Linked DNA regions of Mus musculus: all the other regions are linked to region 1. A link is a contact called in public Hi-C and HiChIP or PLAC-seq data. All regions are on one chromosome and are shown on one strand. The core of a region is the stretch at or near the end of the contact, and the rest is flanking DNA. Distances in the headings are between cores, read along the strand shown. Region 1 has its middle 110 kb from the start of Gm5129. Region 2 has its middle 37 kb from the start of Gm5129. Region 3 has its middle 65 kb from the start of Il6.

What was found. Hi-C and Micro-C count contacts between places; a contact is called where the count stands out from the background. HiChIP or PLAC-seq counts read pairs in DNA pulled down with a chosen protein or histone mark.
Region 2: a Hi-C map of the N1E-115 cell line shows a contact between it and region 1, with 5 times the contacts expected there. The contact joins two enhancer-like sites. A contact is called at or near these places in 5 of 484 Hi-C or Micro-C datasets (the C10 cell line, the N1E-115 cell line, adipose-derived mesenchymal stem cells and 2 more) and 1 of 115 datasets of contacts at active chromatin or transcription factors (microglia).
Region 3: an H3K27ac HiChIP or PLAC-seq map of microglia shows a contact between it and region 1, with 4 times the contacts expected there. The contact joins two enhancer-like sites. A contact is called at or near these places in 1 of 15 datasets of contacts at CTCF or cohesin (large pre-B cells), 14 of 484 Hi-C or Micro-C datasets (the C10 cell line, ECoMG-derived neutrophils, bone marrow-derived macrophages and 9 more), 12 of 115 datasets of contacts at active chromatin or transcription factors (the 230-238 cell line, CD8 T cells, the HPC-7 cell line and 7 more) and 1 of 9 other capture datasets (embryonic stem cells).

What each region holds. Positions count from the first base shown.
Region 1 is chr5:29,841,381-29,844,358 of GRCm38.p6, forward strand. No RefSeq gene overlaps it. Among named protein-coding and RNA genes, the nearest start is that of Gm5129, 110 kb to the left of the region's middle. Within about 2 kb of position 1,496, at least 72 of the 459 cell types and tissues checked have an H3K27ac peak or open chromatin away from gene starts, as enhancers often do. A contact at or near this core is called in the N1E-115 cell line, bone marrow-derived macrophages, microglia and 1 more, where this site is marked.
Region 2 is chr5:29,771,017-29,774,113 of GRCm38.p6, forward strand. It overlaps a transcript of Dnajb6 not described here. Among named protein-coding and RNA genes, the nearest start is that of Gm5129, 37 kb to the left of the region's middle. Within about 2 kb of position 1,840, at least 94 of the 459 cell types and tissues checked have an H3K27ac peak or open chromatin away from gene starts, as enhancers often do. A contact at or near this core is called in the N1E-115 cell line, microglia and muscle stem cells, where this site is marked.
Region 3 is chr5:29,946,971-29,949,817 of GRCm38.p6, forward strand. No RefSeq gene overlaps it. Among named protein-coding and RNA genes, the nearest start is that of Il6, 65 kb to the right of the region's middle. Within about 2 kb of position 1,356, at least 60 of the 459 cell types and tissues checked have an H3K27ac peak or open chromatin away from gene starts, as enhancers often do. A contact at or near this core is called in bone marrow-derived macrophages and microglia, where this site is marked.

The sequences.
Region 1 (2,978 bases), core at 246-2,745:
AGGGAATGTCTTTTAAAGCACCTGAGGTGGGGTGAGTCAGCTACAGATAGGTGCCACAGCCTCTCCCCCCATACTCTACCAGTTGGGGCAAAGATTGTCTTACAAGCAGCAGAACTGCTCAGGATGAGGCCAATTAGGAATTTTAAACCAACAATCCCCTTGTTCTCCCCACTCCCTGGTTTTCCTGCCCAGTTGTGCTTACTCATTACTAACGATCTCCTTTCAAGGCCTGAACTTGGGGCTGGATGTCATCACACTAAGACGTTGTCTCTGGGGAATCTCCACTCAGTGCTAAAACCTGGGTCTTGGGAAGGGAAGACAATGCCCTTCCCGTTTCCTCAGTGGCGGCTCTGGTTGAGGCAGGGTTTACATAGTGGAGGAAGCTGAGCCCCAGATTCCTCCCCAACTCCCTCTGGACAAGGGTTGGCTTTAGTGACAGAAGGAGAGAGCCAGGGAGCTGGGATGGAGTGGGACACTGTAGCTAGGGGTAGTGGGATGTTCTAGGCCTGAAGGGACACAGTAGGCCCTGAATCAAGTGGGACTGACTACAGCTGACTCTGTTTTTCCTGGGGCATGGACAAGGGGGGAGAGTTCACTTGTAACTATTAAGAAGAGAATCTAGAGACTGTGGAAGTTCTTCCTAAATGTGCTTCTCCCTGAAGTGGCCTTCCACATCTCAGTGCTGAGAGTAGAGTCACCTCAGTTTTCACTGTTGGAGAATGTCTTTGAGGGAATTTTAATCTCTCACTGCAATGATCTCAACTAATTCTCTCTCTCTCTCTCTCTCTCTCTCTCTCTCTCTCTCTCTCTCTCTGGATTACACAGCACAAACTCCTCCAGTGGTTGGAGCCTCAGTGGAGCCTAACTGAATCTACTTCCCAGCTTGAGGGGAAAAGTGTAATGATTTGTAAATAGTTGCTTGAATTGTGATACAGTCACCACCATCTTCTGTAGCAGTAACTATTCCCTTCCACCTCAACATGAAACTCATTTAGACTATATTTCTTACATTTCTTGATACAACAAACACAATAATAACCTTCCAGCATGTGGATTCCAGACTGAAGTATCTGGAACTGGCCCATTACAGAATCAGCTGATTCTGGTCCACAGCTCATCAGGGATCCTCACAGCTGCATACCACCATGTACTCTTTGAAGAAAATGTCTGGATTCCAGGCAAGTGAGGGAGGACCTCAAAGAAAAATTGGTCAGGCATAGTGTTGAACTCCAGACAGTCTGACTCAACAGCTGGTGCTGTCTCCCCAGTGCTCTACTATCCATTCCCAGACTCCCCATTCTCAGGCTTTGTCTGGTTTTACCAATATAATAGGCCTTCTGTTTATTAACTCATGAAGAAGCAAAATAATGAGACATGTTGTGACTGTTGGGTGACGATGGGCCTGGAGTTCTTATCAGCTCCCTCTCCACCCACAGGCTCAGCTCTCCAGAACCCACACTCAGTGCTTTGCTCTGTCCACCCACTCAGCCCATTGTGGCCTAAGCTTGCAGACCCAGTGGCTGAAGTCTTCAGATGATTTCCTGTTTCCTGTCAGTGTCTGCACAGAACTCAAGACTCTGGTTTCTCTGTGTTTCATTTCTACACCATGACCCAACTAAACCTGATTCTTCTGGGATCCATTCCAAAGCAGCCTTCCATGCGTCATTCAGGCATCCTTTCTGACCTTCCCTCTGCTTTCTGTGTATCAGCTGACAAACCAGGCATCTCCTGCCTTAGGATTTCAGCCCTGGCTAGTCTGACCTCCTTCGGCTATTGCCTGATGTCTTTTTTATACTGCTTATAATCTTCTCACTTGTTTTTTGTTACTGTTGTTCTTGAGACAGAATCATGTATGTCACCCAGACTGGCCTAGAGCTCAAAACTCTCCTGCCTCCACCTCCTGAATGCTGAGATTACAGTCTGACTTAATATGTAATATATTTATTTATTATGCTCATTTTATTACTTGTCTCACTCTCAAGAACACAACCTCCAATATTACAAGAATATTTTTTCTGTTGTAGTCATTAAGTATCCCAAAAGTCTAGGGAAGTTTTTAGGAAGAGAGTGGGTACATTTCAGATTTTTATCAAATGAATGAATGAACACTACACAAAACCCACGAATTTAAATCCTCATGAGACATAACCATCCCAGGATTCCCACCAGTATTACACTTCTCTATCCTGCTGACCCTTTCCAGACATTCAAAGTCATCTCTGCCTCTCAAATACCCAGTTGACCACTCCAGACCAATACTGATAACCTGTAAGCCAAGAACTACATACCCACTGAGAAGACAAGACAACCCCCCTGAGTCCTAGATACTGGCACATGTGGTCATGACCCTCTTGACTCACAGTCATAGACTGCCCTCAATTTTCAATCACTGAACTGCATTTTGAATGTACTTTTCTGGTTGTTTCTGTTTCTCACGTTGATGCCTAGTTTTCAAACTGCTTGAATTTGATTCTTGGCTCCATCACAAGCTTCTTACTGTCTCTGAACCTCATGTTCCTCCTCTAGTAAGTGAAGATTATACATAGATCATAATCCTGTGGTGAAGTTGACAGCTGATAAATACAGTATATGGAATAGTGAAAGGCCCAGCAAATTGTCAACCATCATTATTAGCACTTTATATTCATAACCAATATTAAACACATTGCCTTTTTATTCTCAGTGTCTCATTAGTGGGTTTAGCCTGTGACATTGCAATATGCTATTGTCATCTACAAAGTTCACATTTGAAAACAATCAATTATCAAAAAAAAAAAAGTGAAAAAATTCCAGACAATGGTGATACACACTTTTAGTTCCAGCACTTGGGAGGCAGGTGGATCTCTGAGTTTAAGGCCTGGTCTACAGAGTGAGTTCCAGGGCAATCAGGGCTACACAAAGAAGCCCTGTCTCAGGGCTGAAGAGATGGCTCAGCAGTCAAGAGCACCCACCATCTGCTCTTTCAGAGGTCTTGAGTT
Region 2 (3,097 bases), core at 590-3,089, 70 kb before region 1:
GCTGGGGTAAAACTTAGTGCTTACTACTGTATGTAAACTTGGCTTGTCATTGTTGATTTTGTGAGTGATGTCTGCATGTATGCTTGTGCACCATGACTATGCAGTGCATGAGGAGGCCAGAAGAGGGCATTAGATCCCCTGGACCACAGGACCATATGAATGCTGAGAATTTCTCTGGAAGAAGGGCCAGTGCTTTTGATTGCCGAGCCATCTCTAGCCTGTTCTTGATTTAAAAAGATAGAGTTCACATCTTTCATGTAGCTGTACACTGTTAAGGTGATAGTGGGATTAAAATAAATCTGTATGGGTGTTTTGACTATATATGTCTGTACTATGAATTTTTAGTGACTTTGGAAACTAGAAGAGGAGTTACAGATAGTTGTAAACTGCCTTGTGGATCCTGGGAATAGAATCTGGGTCCTCTAGAAGGGCAAGCACTGTAACTGCTGATCTTTTCAGCCCCAGGATTTGGTTTGGATTATATATTTCTCTCAGGAGGCACGTAATATAATAGTTCATGCACTCAATGTAAACTCAAGAGCCTGTCTGATTCCTTAAAGCTGGAGTTATAGGTGGTGATGAGGTGGCTGCGGTGCTGGGAACCAAACTCAGGCCATCTGGGAGAATACAAAATGCTGGAGAGCCAGCTCTCCAGCCTACTGACAGCATCATATTCTGCGAGAGGCTGCTTTTAGAAAGATTAATATACAAAAAGTCTCCTTTCAGCCAGCTGGAGGTGGCACATACCTTTAATCCCTGATTTTGGAAACAGAGGAAGGCAGATCTCTGACTGAGACCAGCCTGGTCTACAGAGTTAGTTCCCAGTTCCAGGACAGCCCCGGGTTTTGAGAAACTTTTTTTAAATGGAGAAACTTTGTCTCAATAAAACAAAAAACCAAAACAATACAAAAAAAGTCTTCTTTCTACCAGTTTCGAGGAAATAGATCCTGAAATTTATCCATTTTCTCTGGGACTTTTTGTAGTAATCGATAGCCCTGATACCCAGAACTGGGAGATAGGTGTCTGGGTGTGTATGTAGAGGATTCTTTTGGTTATTTGAGGTGAGAACCTGCACCTGTGGCTGGCACCGTTCTGTGGCTGGGACACTAATGGTCAACATCCTGTGCTGCTCTTTGTAACCGACTACTGCTCTTCTACCCTACTGTCTGTCAGAGTATTTCATCACAGTGGCAGGAAGAGAGACATACCACTATTGGGGGTGGCCAACCTGCAGATTTACTGCCTCTAGCTTTCCAGTGTTTTGAGTGGTCTAAGCTGACAAGAAATGACTCAGAAAGCTGGCATCTGCCTGGCCTTTACAAGATTCATTTCAGCTGTGTCTGTGTCCTGATATTTTCTCATCATTAATGCTGGTATCACTTGGTTTACAAGGTTTCTGGGGCTGAAAGGGGAAAATGCTGCAGATAAGCCAGCAATCACAGACAGATACAGAGACAGAAGTGGAGAATTCTATTTTGTTTCCATTCCTTGATGAACTATCAATGCAGTAAGACTCAAAAAAAAGTACCCCCCAATTTATTTTTGAGGTTTCAAGGCTGTCTTGGAACTCTAGAACCCCAACTTTAAGACATGCACCTGCCTTTACCTCCTGAGTGCTGGGATTAATGGTGTGTGCCTCCACTGCCCAGCTCTGGTTTGGATTTTAGGAGCAGATTTTTAACTGCTGAGCCATTTCCCCAGCTCCAAAAGAATTTACTAAGTGGCATCTGGTTTATGTCCACCACCTTTCAGCCCTGTTTGTCTTTTTACTGGTACTCATGTGACAGAGGGAAGTGAAGTCTGATGCTGCCTTGCGTTTGTTCCCCATAAGATCTGGCTCTGGTCCTAGAGGGTGCTACAGGAGTGGCCACGGCTGTGGGGTGCAGGGAGTTGCTATGCAGCACCATCTGTAACTAACAGCATTTGGCCCTGGTTATGGGAACAGTTGGTGTTTTTAAGATGCCCATTAATTGCCAGCCCTACTGGTCTGAGAAATGATTGACTATGGGCACCTTTACCCAGGGCTTTTGATGGGTATGAGCAATGGGATTTGTGTGCCACCACATGGAACTGACACGTTAGGGCATACCAACTACACTCGGCTGCTGGAAGTCATTTGGCTGTTTGTCTTGTCCACTGTGACTCAGTGAGTTCAGGATGTTTGTGACACAGCACCAGAAGAAGCTCAACTGGTGCTTTTCATAGTTCTTAACCACAGAGGCAGGGGCTCTACCCTGGAACTCATTTGTGGAACTCAGCTCTTGTCTTAGCATCCTAAATGCTGGGATTGTAAGTGTCACCCAGCTCACCAGTTATTTTCATAGTCACTCCATGTATCTTCTGACCCCAGAGGACATGGCCCTTTTTAAGACTGAGGATGTGACTCAGTGGTAGGGTACTTGTCTAGCCTGAGTTAGAAATAAAATTACTGTCCTGTTGAAATTAGTGCTTTCGGGATTCCCTGGTTTCTAGGTCTCCAGATGAAATGTGACTTTTGCCTACTTGTGCGCTTCCTAACTCTTCTCTACTAATGTCGGTTTCCTAAGATGACCCTGCTGTCACACCTTCCTTCATGCCAGGCTGGTTTTATACATGCCCCACTTGGTTTCTCACTTTCTGGCTGCTCAAGCGTGTCCTCTCACAGATGTCCTCATTCTGTTGTGTTCATTTGAGACCGACAGTGCAGAGTTTGTTTGAAACTACAGCACTAAGTCTAAGAACAAGAACCCTGTGTGCCAGTCCCAGTGCCTGGCACATGTTTTGACGCCAGTGGTGTGACTGACTTCATCTTGTGAGCCAGCAGGTGATACAGACGAAATATCAGGTTGATGGCATTAATGACCTAGTGAAATAGACTTCTTTCTCCTTGTGTACTTGGGGAGGAGCTTATGTGAAGTCAGTACCCACATTCAGCTGGACTCAGATCTGAAGCCGTACCACACTCTGTGACAGTTGCCAAGTCTTTCTGTCTCAGCTTCCGGGCGACCTCAGTGTCTTGGCTGGGGACACTGTCAGATCGTGAGTTTGTTTTAAATTTTCATTAGTTGTTTCAAGGCATATGTTTTCTGGTGTGTTTCGTTCCCCAAGTGGAAAAGAA
Region 3 (2,847 bases), core at 106-2,605, 110 kb after region 1:
TCTTCTGGTCTCTTGAAGATTGTACAGTGACAGCGTTAGACACAGGAAATGCTCCGTGTGAATGTGATTTAAGTGACCTCTGCTATGACAGACAGGCAGATCATAATCAGCTGCCGAAGGTCACCTAGAAGCCTTCATTTCTATTAATAACTTTGTTCTTGATTTTCATTCTCTGAAGAGTTTCTTAGTGTCAGGACTCCCATCAACGTCTGTACATGTAACACGAAGGGCAATGGAGTGTGTGGTCACTTTTCACAAGAACTTCCCTAGTACAACTTCTATATATATCATCTCTGGCTGGAGACCATTCTTTCTGCTCTAAGTGCAGTGTGTGTTCTGAGGAATGCTCGTGGCCCCTCCCTTGGGGGACTTTCTGAGGCAATGAAAAGAAAGAAAACTCTAGGTATTACTGCTCCAGCTCTGACACACATGGTCTCCAGTGTCCCGGGGACTTACCTCCCATGGCTCCCAACAATGGTTTTCTGCTTCAGAAAGTCTGCCTTCTTCCTGTGACTCACTTGGCAAGTTTCAGTATTGTCCTTGCACTTCCTTGTCATTTCCTGTTCTCACCATGTCAGGTGTTCCCAAGACCATCTTCAGTAAGAAGTCCTTCCTGCATCCTCCCTGATGTGCCACCTGTGAGGATCTTATTCTGGAAGCTGTGACAAAGTGCTTTTGTACAGACATTGGACTGTAGTCACTAGCCCTCAGTGCTATCTGGCCCCACTATGGAGTCAGGGTACTATTTCTACTCTTAGATCTTTCACTTACTGAAATGTGATCCCAGGCAAGTCCCTTCACCTCTCCAGGCACACCACTCTCCTCTTTTTTAAGGATAACAGTGATTAGCCAGAAAGCTGAGAAGGTAAAGTGGGGGAAACCGACCTTTATGATTTAAAGAGCAGTCTGAATGTCAGCTACCATTATTGTATCGTTCCTCCCCCTTGCGATCTCTGAGGCTACATCTTTTCCTTCTTTTACCCCTGGGCCATATCTAGTACAGTAAGACTGCAAGCTAGTGTTAGGCACTAAGTTAGAAACAAATATCTGAAGGTACTGGGCTATCAGAATTAAGGTGAGATTCTAAACATGTTACATCTATTGTGAGCATTGCTTCACAGAGTGATTCTGAGGCAACTTCATCAGAGAAGCATCCTGGAAAGGATGTGAGGAGCTGTGCACAGGCTATCTCTTCAGTGGAAACCTATCCCTGCAAACGTACTCTGACCAGAATAGGCATGTCAAAGCACATCATTCTCTTGGCACAGGCCAAGATCATTATAGGAGAGTGAACTCTAGAGCACCCATTGGCTTCCTGTTCCTCAAAGTTGTTACTTTTAAACACCCAGCTTTTAACACAATTTCACTGCAATCCTGTCTATTGCACGGTTTTCTCAGTTCCTCTTCAGTATCTGATGCAACCTAGTGTTTTCCACTGCTTTCTAGTTTGCAGAGTTCCCTAGAAGACAGAAATGAAAGTGATGATTACGAAGATTGGACTCCAATTTCAATTGTTTGACCTAAACATTGATTCCCCCACCCAACCCCTCCCATTCCTGTCCCCTTGCCCTCCAAAGGGGGAAATTACATTTTTAACACAGTGCTAAACCTCTGGTTTGCACTGTTACATGTGGGTTTGCAATCTGTAGATGAAGATTTAGTCCACTTCCTGAGGACTCCATGAAGCAGAACTTAGAGAAATCACATTTTTCTCCATCTTTTGAAAACACAGGAAGGTTTAAATGCTAGGAGTATACCACATCTTCATAATGTCACTTAGAGATAATGAAGCATATATCCATTTTATCTGGGTTGACTCATTTTCTACATCCAGTCTTGTTCCGGGTAAACTATTCTAAGCATCATGTCTGAGATGGGGAGAAGCATGGGAAGAGTTTAGAACAGTGGTAAGGATGCTGAGGATGAGAGGGACTCTTTCACCAGGACTTCTCATGATGCTCACAGTTCTCTCCGAAACACCACTGGATTTCTCACTTGAGTTTATTGGTTTGTTTTTTGTAAAGTACTCAAACTTGAATAGTATAGACAAACTAAAAATCAAGGGGCTCCGTGGAATATGAATACAGGTATTTTCCAGGGCAGTCTGATGAAGATATGATCATTTGAAGCTACTGGAATCTGGCAGATAATTCAATACGTAAATTCACCATGGGGCTTTTACAAAGACAATATATCATGAAGTCTGCCAACATAGCAGAAGGTAGATTAACAGACCACTCAAATTATTCCTATAAGGTACGGATGAAGGAAACCTCTGGTGTAGTCAATAGTTTAATATCTGAGCTCTCTACTACCTCAATGTATATATTCTGACCCAAAGTTCATAATTATAAACTAAGCAAAACACTCACTGGTCAGAAGTTTGCAGACTATATTAGTCTAATGTGTTGATACAAATCATATTATTGAGACATTGTGATGGAGGATGGAGTGGGCTTCCAGGATGGAGTTACCTTATCAAGCCTTAAAGTATAAGCAGAAACTGGACAAGAAAAGAGGAGGGAAAGAAGCAAGGAAGGCAGAATAGGCAAACATCAGGATGAACAGGAGAACAGCCCATGTACACAACCAGCAAGCATTTTCCTCATACGGTTTTCACATGGAGTGTTCACAAAGCCACTGTATCCCCCATGGTTCTGGATCCTGGACAGACTGGCTTTCAGGGGGGTGGGGGGCTCTGTAGCCCGTGAAGTCTACTTCTAACAGTCAATATTACACAACAGCACCTCAGGCTTCACTACCTCAGTGTCTCTCCATTACCACTGAGAACACCTGGAAGTTAGCTGAGAAAGGAGCTCTCTCCAGTTCCTCCGTGATGATCTGCTG